Regions from separate parts of the Oryctolagus cuniculus genome. Here region 2 is linked to region 1. The links are chromatin contacts, called in public Hi-C maps. All regions are on one chromosome and are shown on one strand. Each heading gives the region's core, a stretch centred on a gene start, on an enhancer-like site or on the middle of the called end of the contact. The rest is flanking DNA. Distances are from core to core; before and after follow the strand shown.

Region 1 (6,281 bases), core at 2,160-4,659:
TACAGATGTCCAGCTACCATGGCAGTCAAGATGTGGAGCATGTCTGTCACCCCACAAGTCCTCTCACACACCAGTGTAGTCATTTGCTGCCCCCGGGCTCTGGTGCCTGACAACCGCTGATGTGTTTTCTTTCCCTGGCATTTTGCCTTCTCCAGAACATCATATAAATGGAATCATATTTCTAGCCTTTTGAGAGTGCCCATGCATAATGCATTTGAGAGTCATCCATGTTGTTGGATATACCATGGCTGATTCCTTTTTGTTCTCACTAGTACTCCAGTGAATGGATATGCTGCCCTGTGCCCATCCATTGTAGGGAGGGATTCCTTCCAGTTTGGGTTGATTATGTGTAGTCACTATATACATTCACTAACAGGTTATTATTGTATGTGCACGCGTTTTCATTTGTCTTTATTAAACTAAATGGGCTAAAAATGGGATTTCTGATATCTACTGAATTTTAAACAGTGCATTACTTCCTTGGAGTTAGGGCATAGCAGTAATTAATTATCAAAGAGTGAACTCAGTACCTCTTGAGTATTAGCCATTCCTCATTTTAAATCTTGACCTATCTGAATTGGGGTTGGAAGATTCTGAACCTAGGAGAGACAACCTCTGTGCTCCTTCATGTGAGTGGAGGGAAGAGTGCTGATATGCTGATGTCCTTAGCTGATAACTAATATTTTTTGTTTTAGTTCAGTTCCTGTTTATCATTGTGAATAAACAATAGTGATCTAAAAATAACCAGGCTATTGGGAAATGAAGTCTTAGGTATTAAAGGAAGATATCAGTGCCTCCTGTAACTATTTTTCCTCTTTCAAGTACTTCAGAGTTACTCTCTCTTAATACTTTGTAGCTTATGAAGTGACTGAGAACACTGTCATCTGCCAGAATCATGCTCATTAGAGGTAGACTCCCACATCTCCCTCTTTGCAGGAAAGTGAATTCACTTGGAATGAACAGTTGCCTTCATATAATAAGGATAATTTAAAGTAGAATATGGAGAGTTTCTTTAACCAAACTGCTAGAGAAATGGTGATATGTGCTGTGCTCTGAGTCAATCATTTGTGCAAATGTGCCATAACAGAGAATTCAAGTAGATATGGAGGCAGCTATGGGTTTGTTTTTTTTTTTTCATTTGTAGACTAACTGTTGTATACTTATATAATTCTGTGTACATTTGAAAACAAATAAGAACAAATATATTTAAATGATGGGCTAAATTTCCTGAAAACTAAAATGTAATGATGTTTTATATTGTTGTCTTTAAAGAATATCCCAATTCCAACCCTAAAAGATTTTGCAAAGGCTTTGGAAACCAACACACATGTGCAGTGTTTCAGTCTTGCAGCCACACGGAGCAATGACCCCGTTGCTGTTGTAAGTAAGCTACTGTTGACAATACTGAAATTGTGCCTCCATACCAGGGTGTGTTAACTTGGTAGTTAAACTGTGGGGTTTTTTAATTTTGTTTTTTAATATCGGTTTTATTTATTTGAAAGGCAGAATGACAGAGAAGGAGAGACAAAAATAGATTTCCATCCACTGATTCACTCCCCAGATGGCTCCAACGTGCTGAGGCTGGTCCAGGCTGAACAAAGCCAAGAGCCTGGAACTCCATCCTGATTTCCCACGTGGGTGGTGGGGCTCCGACCATCTTTAGTTGCCTTCCCTGGCACACTGGCAGGAAGCTGGATCAGTAGCAGAGCAGCTAGCCCTGGAACTGGCACTCTGTTTGGGATTCAGTATCACAGGCAGTGGCTTAACTTACTCTACCCACAATGCCACCCCCTCTAAGTTGTGATTTTATGAACAATATTCACTCCCCACTATCATTTACTGCCCTTTTTTGTTTATTTTTCCCTGTATTTCCTTCTTGTGAATTTTTAAAATGGGTATAACTGAGTTTTCCAAAACAAATTAATGTAATTATACGCTGTTTACTGTTCTGCAACTTGATTTTTTCTTAATGATATGTCTTAGAGATCTTTCATGTCAGCACATGGAGCTCTACATTCTTTTTTTTTTTTTTTAAGATTTATTTATTTCTTCGAAAGTCAGAGTTACACAAAGAGAGGAGAGGCAGAGAGAGAAAGAGAGAGAGAGAGAGAGAGGTCTTCCATCCAATGGTTCACTTCCCAGATGGCCACAACGGCCGGAGCTGTGCTGATCAGGAGCCAAGAGCTTCCCCCGGGTCTCCCATGTGGGTGCAGGGGCCCAAGGACTTGGGCCATCTTCCACTGCTTTCCCAGGCCATAGCAGAGAGCTGGACTGGAAGTAGAGCAGCCGGGTCTCGAACCAGCACCCGTATGGAATGCCGATGCTTCAGGCCAAGGCATTAACCAGCTGCACCACAGCGCCAGCCCTGAGATCTACATTCTTTTAGCATCTGCAGAGGAGTAATCCTGTTTATGAATCTGTAGTATTAGATTTTCGTCAAATGCTTTTCAACATCTATTGAAATGGTCATGTGTTTTCCCCCCTTCATTCTATTAATATGATCTTTGTATATTAAAGCATCCTTATATTCTTAGACTAAATCCCACTTAATCATATGAATCTTTTCCCTCACTCGGCTATGAATTTCCTTAGGTTTTCCTCCTACCTCATTGGACAGCTTTTCTCAGGTCCCTGTGCTGTTTCCTCCTTATCTCTACAATTTCCTGACATTAGAATGGCCTGAGGGGACTGGCGCTATGGCATAGTGGGTAAAGCTGCTGCCTACAGTGCCAGCATCCCATGTGGGCGCCAGTTCAAGTCTAAGCTGCTCAACTTCTGATCCCACTCTCTACTATGGCCTGAGAAAGCAGTTGAAGATGGCCCAAGTCCTTGGGCCCCCGCACCCACGTGGGAGGCCCTGAAAGGCTCCTGGCTCTTTGCTCCTGGCTTCGGATTGGCACAGCTCCAGCCGTTGCGGCCATCTGGGGAGTGAACCAGCAGATGGAAGACCTCTCTGTTTTTCTCTCTCTGCCTCTCCTCTTCCTCTCTCTATGCAACTCTTTCAAGGAAATAAATAAATCTTTAAAGAAAAAAAAAAAAAAAGAATGTGCTGGGCTTTTCTCTGTGTACACTTACTTCCTGGCTGACCTCATTCTGTTCCATTACTGTATTCTTGTATTATCTGCAAATACTGATGACTGGTGTTATTATCTCCAGTGTGTACATCCCTCCTAAACTCCGTAGTCATGTCCACCTCTCGATAGCTTTTTTTGGGTACCTGATAGACCTCGCGCATCAAGCTCCTGACTTCTGTCCTGTTCCTGCTTCTCTCATATTCTTTTCTAGCTCACTAAATGGCAAAGCCCGTCTTACTGCTCAGGCAGAAAAAGGCTGGGGCTGGGTTGCGGAGGATGTCGGTGAGCTGTTTAACCTCGCAGTTCAGGTTCCTATAACCCATATCAGAGTACTTGGATTTGCTATTTAGCTCTGGCTCCTGGTTTCAGCTTCATGCTGAAGCACATCTTGGGAGGCATTGGTGATGTCTCAGCTGACTGAGTTATTGCCATCCACGTGGGAGACCTGGACTGAGTTCCTGGCTTCTGCCCAGCCCAGCTTGGTCATTGGGGTTATTTAGGGAATGAACCAGTGGGTAGGAGCTGTCACCCTCCCTCTGTCTCTAACTAAAGTTAAATATATATTTTTAGAGGACCCATCCTTGACTTTCCTTTCTCAGAAGCTTAAACATATATTCAGCTCAGTCTCTAAAATACTCCTAGAATCCAACCAGTGTCCACCATTTTCACAACTGCCCACTGGACCTGCACCACCGTCTTCTCTGGCCTTACCACCGTACCACAAGAGCCTCCTAGTGAGCTGTCCTCTTCTGTTACACCCACTCTGCAGCAAATTCTCCACACAGCATCAGCAGTAATTATTTTGAAATTTAGACTAATAAATCACATCATCCTGAGAACCCTCCAGCAGCTTCCTATCTCACTAAGAGTAAAAAAGATCTTTCAATGGCCTTAGAAGGCCTTATGTGAGCGAAAGTCACCTCCTTTACTTGGCCTGTCATTGTACTCCAGCCACACTGCTGTCTTGGTCTTCCTCAAATGGCCTTGCAACATTACATTTTGCTTGCTTGTTTGTTGCTGTGTCCCCTCTCAGAATATAAGTTTCATCAGGTAAGGATCTGTCTATTTTATTTCCGAGTCTCTGGAATAGTCCTTATTGAATCCTCAGTAATATTTAATCAATGTATGTGCAGATGGATAAGGGATTTGTTCCAGGCCACATGGCTAGTTGTTCACAGTTGAAATTACAGGTGATTAGGGGTGGGTGTTGTGACACAGTGGGTTAAGCTGCTGTTTGACATACCCATCTCCTGTATCAGAGTGCCTGGGATAGAGTTCTGCTTCTGCTTCCCAATATAGCTTTCTGATAATGCACACCCTGGGAGGAAGCAATGATGACCCATATACTTGGGTTCCAGTCACTCACACAGGAGACCCAGATGGAGTTCCTGACTCCTAGCTTCAGCCTAGCCTGGCTCTGACTATTACAGGCATTTGTGGATTGAACCAAAGGGTGGAAGATTTTCTGTCTGTCTCTGTCTCTCCCTCTCACACTGCCTATCAAACAAATAAATAAATGAATAAAATTTTATTTTCAAGTACACTTGTGTACATACCTGCATTCCTCCTACTCCCATCTTTAACTTGACTTTAGGCTTGATCTTATGCATATTTTCTGGAAGTTAATACCTTGCTTCTGATCCCTCAAAAGGGCTGTTTTATATAAACTCAAACTCAGTCTTCCCTTCTTTCTCTCCCTCCCCCTCTCTTTGCCTCTCTGTTTTTCCTACTCTCCCCTCCCTTTCCCTCTTCTCTCTTGGTGGTATCTGTTAATTAATTAATATAATGTTCATTAATTACTGATTCAAATGCCTAGCCCTGTACCATATCTGGAGGAAACATACTGGAAGCAGACTGAAGTCATGCCGTCCCTTGGTTTATTTCATATTTAGTTAGTTGCCTCTTCTCCATAGTCCTTCTATTCTGGTTCTGGTTATCTGTGGCCTTTTCTGACCTTCAGGCTTGGGCATTCCTTTTGGTCCCTGCTCTGGAAATCAGTCCATAAGTTAGACTCATTTTGACTTCACAGAAACCCAGTTGCAGCAGAACTCAAATAAGAAAAAAATGTTCCAGAGACATTGATGAAGTTAGTCCTACTAACTGAAAGTGAGAGCTGTAGGAGAAAGAGGCATGAAGTAGGGTATGAATGAACATATGTGAATAGAGGTGGATGTTACAGTGCAGTGGGTTAAGTCGTCCTTGTGGTGATGCTGGCTGGCATCCCATATTGAAATGCTGGTTTGAGTCCCAGCTCCTCCACTTCTGATCCAGCTCCCTGCTAATGCATCTGGGAAGCACCAGATGAGGGTTCAAGTGCTTTAGTCCCTGCCACTCACAAGGGAGACCTGGATAGAGCTCCAGGCTTCAACCTGGACCAGCCTTTCAGCCATTTGGAGAGTGAGCCAGTAAATAGAAGCGCGCGCTCTCTCTCTCGCTCTCTCTTCCCTCTCTCGGTGTGTGGGTGTCACCTTCACCCTACCTTTCAAATAGTTAATAATTTTTGGAAAAAAAAAAAAACCAGCATGAGTGGGAGTAGAGAATGTCACCATCAGAGCATTACACCTCTAAAGATTGGGACAGGGTACACAGGAAGAGTAGACCTGTGAAACCAAGGTGGTGGTGTGTGATGCTGTAACAGACTTATGAGAAACTTCTGGTAATTACTCTTTTTGTTTATGATATATGATTTTTGTTTACAATATATGATAGGCACTACCAAAATTTTAATCTAGAAATATTTTCTTCAATTTCTAGGCTTTTGCAGAAATGCTGACGGTGAACAAAACTTTGAAGAGCTTAAATATGGAGTCCAACTTTATTACAGGAACTGGCATTCTGGCACTGATTGATGCTTTAAAAGATAATGAAACCCTGTCAGAGCTCAAGATTGACAATCAGGTCAGTGCTATGCAGTAGTCGATGTGTGAGACCACTGTGTAGGGCGTGGAGGAAAGCTGTCAAGGAGCCCTTTGGGAAGGTAGGGGCTGAAAGATTAGAGGACATTTGGTGTATGTAGAATATTAATGAATTGAGATCACATGATGTGTGGTCCTTGGTATCTGGCTTCTTTCCCCAGAATAATGCTCTGGAGGCTCATTGATGCTGTGGCATGTATCAGGCCTTTGTTGCTTTCTGTGGCCGCAAAATACTCCATTACATTTGGGGTAGTTCTGCTTCTTGACTGTCAGGAATAATGAAGCTATGGAC
Region 2 (6,281 bases), core at 2,447-4,946, 83 kb after region 1:
ATGACCCATGTGCTTGGGCTCTTGCACCCATGTGGGAGACCTGGAAGAAACTCCTGGCTCCTGACTTCGGATCTGCCCAGCTTTGGCTGTTGCAGCCATTTGGGGGGGTGAACCAGCAGATGGAAGACCTCTCTGTCTCTCCCTCTTTTTTTGAAACTCTACCTTTCAAATACAATGAATAAATCTTTAAATATCTATCTATACACAGACATATTACCAGATAGAAAATATCACTACAGATAAATATAAAATCGAAAAGAAAATATAGAATACCAAGTAGAGTGACTATAAAGAGATTCAAACCTAAACACATCATTATCAAACTGTCAGACAAAGGAAGGATCCCAAAAGCAGCAAAAGAGAAGAAACTTGTCCAATATAAGCAGTTTCCACGGACAACAGCTGATTTCTCACCAGAGATCATGGCAGCCAGAAGGTAGCCATGGTGTGACGTACTGAGAATCCTGAAAGTCTGTCAACTAACAGTTTGACACCCCACATACTATACTTCAAATAACCAAGGATATTTGAGAAACAAAAAAAATACGCAAGTGGACTTCCTCAAAACAAGTTGTTTTTTTTTTTTTTTAAAGATTTATTTATTTATTTAAAAGGCAGAGTTACACAGAGAAGGAAGGAGAGGCAGAGAGATAGAGAGAGGTCTCATGCACTGGTTCACTCCCCATTTGGCTGCAACAGCCAGAGTGGCGCTGCTTTGAAGCCAGGAGCTTCTTCCGGGTCTCCCATGTGGGTGCAGGGTCCCAAGGACTTGAGCCATCTTCTACTGCTTTCCAAGGCCACAGCAGAGAGCTGGATTGGAAGTGGAGCAACCAGGACTTGAACCAGCAGCCCCAAAACAAGGTTTTTACACAATAAACATCATTAAAAAGCAATGGTGCCACATGGGAGATCAGGAGAAGCACCTGGCTCCTGGCTTCTGATCAGCACAGCGCACCGGCCGCAGCAGCCATTGGAGGGTGAACCAACGGCAAAGGAAGACCTTTCTCTCTGTCTCTCTCACTGTCCACTCTGTCAAAAAAAAAAAAAAAAAAAAGCAATGGTGCTTGAGTCTCCACTTCCAATCCACCTCCCTGCTAATGTGTCTTGGCAAAGCAATGGAAAATGGTCCAGGTAACACAGTTCCCTCCTGCCAATGTAGGAAACCCAAATGGAGTTCCAAGCTCCTAGCTTCGGCCTGGACCAGCCCTGGCCACTGTGGCTATTTGGGGAGTGAACCAGCAGATGAAAGATTCTCTCCTCTCACTCTGCCTTTCAAATAAATAAATGAATAAATAAATAAATAAATCTTTTAAAAAGAAAGTGAAAAAACAACCCAAATGATGGAAAATAATATTTGCAAACCATATAGGAGACAGAGGGAGAACACTCCCACTTGCTGGTTCCTCTCCAAATATACCCAACAGCCCAGGGAGAGGAGGGGAGGGGTACAGGAGCTGGAAGCAAGGAACTCGATCCAGGTTACCGACATGGGTGGCAGGAACCCGATTACTTGAGCCATCCTCACTGCCGCCTCACAGGACCTGCACTGGCAGTAAGCCAGTCAGGACTGGAGTCAGGAATCAAACCCAGATCCTCTGATGTGGGATGTTCATGTCTTAACTGCTAGGCTAGATGCCTGCTCCCGTGGCCTTTCTCAAGACCTAGTGTATTTAAGATACACAATTTTTTTGTGCTGTAGGGTTAAACCTTACTAAAATATTGCTTGTATCCATCAAATGTGCATTAAGCTCATAAATTAGCTGGTGAGGAAGGGAAGACTACTTTTTCATCATATTCCCAACAGCTAGCAGGGTAGCTGGAACGTAACAGGGGATCAATAAATACTTATTGAATGAATGAACAACTTCATGAAAGGGAGTCAGGGCAGGGTTCAGACAGAACTGTGCTTTGAAAGGTAAAAGGGACGTAGACAAGGAAAAACAACAGGGAAACAACAACGAAGGTAGTGGAAGAGGAGTGAGCATACAGTGCTCTCTCCTTCCAGATGCACAGACGGGAACCTCCTGGATGCCCACCCGGCCACAGCCTTCACACTACAATGTAGTTCCAGGCCTCCACCTAATGCTCCCTTCACTACAAACTACGAAAATACTGAAACCAAACCTCTATCCAGTCAGTGCCTTGGGTGCAGACGCTAGACCCTGTGAGTGAGCTCCTGGTCTCCCACTGTCTCTCAGCTTGCCCTGCTGAGCAATCAACCTCTTACCAAAATTTAGCTCACTGCATTGAGGGAGGGGTGCAGCCAGCCCCCACAAAGGTCCTTGATCACAGGACCCTGAGATCATGTATTAACCCTACAGATAACATCTGGAAGATGGGTCTTGAGGGTTTTGCCAGGAACCCCAGGCCCAGAACAAGAAGTTTACACCCCCTGACTGACTGAGGCTCACAGAGCATGGGATCACTGATCAACGCCAGGCCACCAGCGCTGCAGACCAACCAGGGACCTGCACTCAAGCTTGACCCTCACCTCTCAACTCCAGCTTCAATCTGTACCACCTTTACCCCCACCCTTCAAGGAGGCCCAGCTCCTTGCTCTGTGCTTTGCAAGTGAATACCTACTTTCTTCCACCACTCCAAGTAGACCCGGGTTTTGGAAGGTTCTACAACAAAACAGTAGTTGCACAAAATGGAGGAGAAAATTTGGTAAAGGAAAAACCACAACAATACCCTTTGTTAAAGACGGCTACTTTGAGCCTGTAGGGCTGCAAAAATTTGGTTTTGCGGGCGTTTTTCAACTTCAAATAACTCCTATTCATATCTCAAACTCAAACATCCATAGTCTCTGTGCCAGAAACACTTGACGCACCATAAACACACATCCATGCATTCATTTCATCAACACATCCCGCACCACTCCTCCTCCCACACGAGCCCCATAAGCTCTCCAACCTAATACCGCAGACTCCAGAACCCTGGAGTGTCTGCACTGGCGCTCACGGGACACAATGTCTCCAGTGCAAAGCGCTGGTGAGTAGCTCCATCCCCGTATGCTGCTCAGACTCCGCATCCAGACATCTCGAGCTGCCGGCCAGCGCCAGGCTCCGGCGTCGTTAACAGAGCATTCCGAGCCCCTCTGTAAATCACCCACCCCGTCCCCACGGTCCTGAACACCTCACCCCATTCATTCACAAACAGCCCTTGTTCTGCACCGCAGGACAGCAGGACCCCAAGGTTCCGGGCTGCGCAGGCTGGCCCGCGCCCCCACCTTGCCCCGCGCCCTTTTGCTCTCCGTGCTCCCAGGCAGGCACCGCATGCTCCACGGTCACCCAGAACCGCAAGGCACAGACTCTTGCGTGTGTCTGCCTAGACCAGCCCGCCCGCCAGGGGAGGGTGGCACCTCCGGGAGTGCAGGGGGCGCTGGGGCAGGAGCAGAGGAAGCACCACCTCTCGCCCGCGGACCGGAACCGGACGCCAGGCCGGGCCCCGCCGCGCACCCCGCCTGCCGATCGTGGCCCACCCCACCTTTACGCTCCGCATCGCTGTCGGCGTCACTCCCGAACAGATCCTCCATATCCGCCATTGCCGCTCACGTCCGCTGCAGCCTCGGCTGGGGGCGGCCCCACGCCGTTCTTTACGGCACGGAACTAACGAAACGCGACAGTGTCGCAAAGATATGCTTAAAAGACTCCTTTCCCTCTATGACCTAGTTTCCGCGTCCACACGGTTGGGTGGCGCGGTTCCTCCGTCGGGGTCTGTTCTCACGGGGTGGGCGTGCCCGCGGAGCGGGCGGTGCTTTGGGGAAAGACCCCCGGGCCATCCGGAATCAGGCCCAAAGTCCTTTGTTTCCCAGACCTCTTCTCACCCTCTTAAATATTGTGGAGAATTCCAAAGAACTTTTGTTTTAGATGGTTTATACCCATGGCTACTTACCGTATTAGTATTTAAAGCAGACATTTTAAAAGTGCTAAACTCGTTTCAAGATAATAAACGTTAAATAGTGGGTTTGGGGTAAGTTTTAAATGACTTCTTTTCTAAAGTTTTAGACGAGTGGAATGGTTTTAAAGTTTTGAAGAAATCTTTAATATCCAGCATAAAATACACAGCTGAATTATTTCTGCTTCTAAGTCAGTTGCTTAGAAATGTTTTGGTGGTAGCAGATGAAGAAAATCCGAGTTTAGCTAGAGAGGTAGTAATTGGCAAGGGGCGACTTTCTGAGATGCCCCGAAACGGGCTTCGTGGGACCACACTTGATGACTGCAGCTTTAGAAGAGCTTCGCAAGAGCCATAGCTTGTTCCTTTGCAGCTCTGTTTACGTATAACGCTATGGTTTGAACTCACACAGGATTTGAAACCTCATGTCATAGGTGAACGATACTAAAAGGGTGGAAACAAAGCAATCACAGCTTTCAGAAGCGGGACCTTAGAGGTAGTTGGATTGGACTGGACATGAAGGTGAAGCCCCCGCGAATAAGTCCTGGTGGCTGTGTTACACGCCGGTGCACGGAGTCACACGCGCCTTCTTGCCGGTGAAGCTCTGCGCTGCTCCGTCAGTGCCCGGAAGAGCACCAGCACCGGAGTGCGAACCAGTGACGCCTGCCAGATGCTGGATTTGAACCTGCGGAACTGTGAGCATTTTATTACACCTGTACTGTTTTGTGAAATTCGTTTTCTTGGGTATTTTGTCAGTGATGGAAAGCACACCAAAACACATGATATTGAAACAAATATTTCACAGAACACTATTTTCTTTTCCTACTGAGTTTTCCTATTACCCTATTTCAGTTTTGGTTTCTTTCTTTCTTTTTCTTTTTCTTTTTTTTTTTTTTTTAGAATTTATTTATTTGAGAGGTAGAGTTACAGAGAGTGAGAGGAAGAGACAGAGAGAGAGGTCTTCCTTCCCCTGGTTCACTCTCCATGGCCACAACAGCCAGAGCTGCACTGATCTGAAGCCAGGAGCCAGGAGCTTCTTCTGGGTCTCCCATGTGGGTGTAGGGGCCCAAGGACTTGGACCATCCTCCACTGCTTTCCCAGGCCATAGCAGAGAGCTGGATTAGAAGAGGAGCACCCAGGACTAGAACCGGCATCCATATGGGATGCCGGCGCCACAGGCAGAGGATTAACCTACTGCCCCACAGCGCCGGCCCCTCAGCTTTGGTTTCCTAAAAATGTTGGCAGGCAGTACAACCCAGTATGTTGCTTTCATGATTTTCTAACAGATTGTAACCTGCAAGTAGAAAAATGTTTTTCAGAAGGTTCCACTGGATTTTTTGTTTTGCAAAGAAAATTTTGATGTTGCTGCAGTAAGGCATTATAAAGTCAGACAGTAAAAAAATTCTCATGGTCAGTGCTACACAAACCCCCTTACTTTGCAAAGGCTCCAAGAAATAAAGTGGTTTGCACAGATTAAAGAACCAGGTCTCTAGGAAAAACTCATTCATTTTTAGTCTTTAAAATGTATCCCTTGTGTTAAGTTACTGCCTGATTAGGCTACTATGTAGGTTTTGGTCTTGGCAAGCAACAATGAATTTTTAATTTGGGGATTATGAGATATATTTTTGCTGCAAATAGGAGTGCCTGACAGGGTTCAAATGGGTAAGTATTAAGGTGTGGAACAGGTTATATTATCATTAATCCTAAAATTGCTATGTAAAAAGTGATGATGTAAGAGGATACATACAGATCACCTTAAATCTAACTGGAATACTGGAAAAGCAATTTGTTAGTGATTCAGTTTTTGTTGATTTGTTTAAAGTACTCTCCTTGAAAAGTGTGTTGATTAAATTGTGATAAATTGGATTACAACAAAGCCTGCTGAATAATCATGCCCATATCCTTGACTAGCAGAATCAATGTGTTTTTTTCCCATCGGAATAGTGCAAAACAAATAACTTCTGACTGCTTGATAGATTGATTGGTTTTGTTTTTGCTGGACTTTATGTTGATCATTGCTCTTCTCCTGGCTGTCTTTGTTCACACAGAATAGAATACATGAGATGGGGTACAGCTAAGTCCATCACAGTCATTCTCCAGTAGTTCTTGCCTGAAACATAGCTTGAGTTACACCCAAATCAATATAATTGAAGTTCAGGGTACTAAAACAATCACGTTTACTCCCAGAGACAGTCTCATCCTGTTTGGGTTGTTTGATTCAATTTTGAATGATAAAATAAACCCTCCATTTGTTCCAGGAATGGAGAGGTTCATCCGTTTGGTATATAAATAACTAAAACAACCCTAGAGTAACTTTACTTTGTTTCCCTATTTTTGAAAAGTTGTCCCTTTTGTCTCATGTTGTAATTCATGAGGTGAAGGTAGAG

The links. A called contact is a pair of places that touch in the nucleus more often than the background predicts.
Region 2: a contact with region 1 is called in a Hi-C map of an unstated tissue, with 1.6 times the contacts expected there. The contact joins the promoter of LEO1 here to the enhancer-like site in region 1. A contact is called at or near these places in 2 of 6 Hi-C or Micro-C datasets (psoas muscle and an unstated tissue).

Annotation. Positions count from the first base shown.
Region 1 is chr12:74,587,097-74,593,377 of mOryCun1.1, forward strand. It overlaps TMOD3 (tropomodulin 3), which reads left to right. Exons shown (of 11, transcript XM_008268998.4): 8 at 1,273-1,380; 9 at 5,829-5,972. Among named protein-coding and RNA genes, the nearest start is that of TMOD3, 59 kb to the left of the region's middle. Within about 2 kb of position 3,410, at least 1 of the 8 cell types and tissues checked has an H3K27ac peak or open chromatin away from gene starts, as enhancers often do.
Region 2 is chr12:74,670,065-74,676,345 of mOryCun1.1, forward strand. LEO1 (LEO1 homolog, Paf1/RNA polymerase II complex component) reads right to left here and starts at 3,697. Exons shown (of 12, transcript XM_017348015.3): 1 at 3,487-3,697. The coding sequence starts at 3,544. It overlaps MAPK6 (mitogen-activated protein kinase 6), which reads left to right and starts at 4,215. Exons shown (of 6, transcript XM_051822001.2): 1 at 4,215-4,589.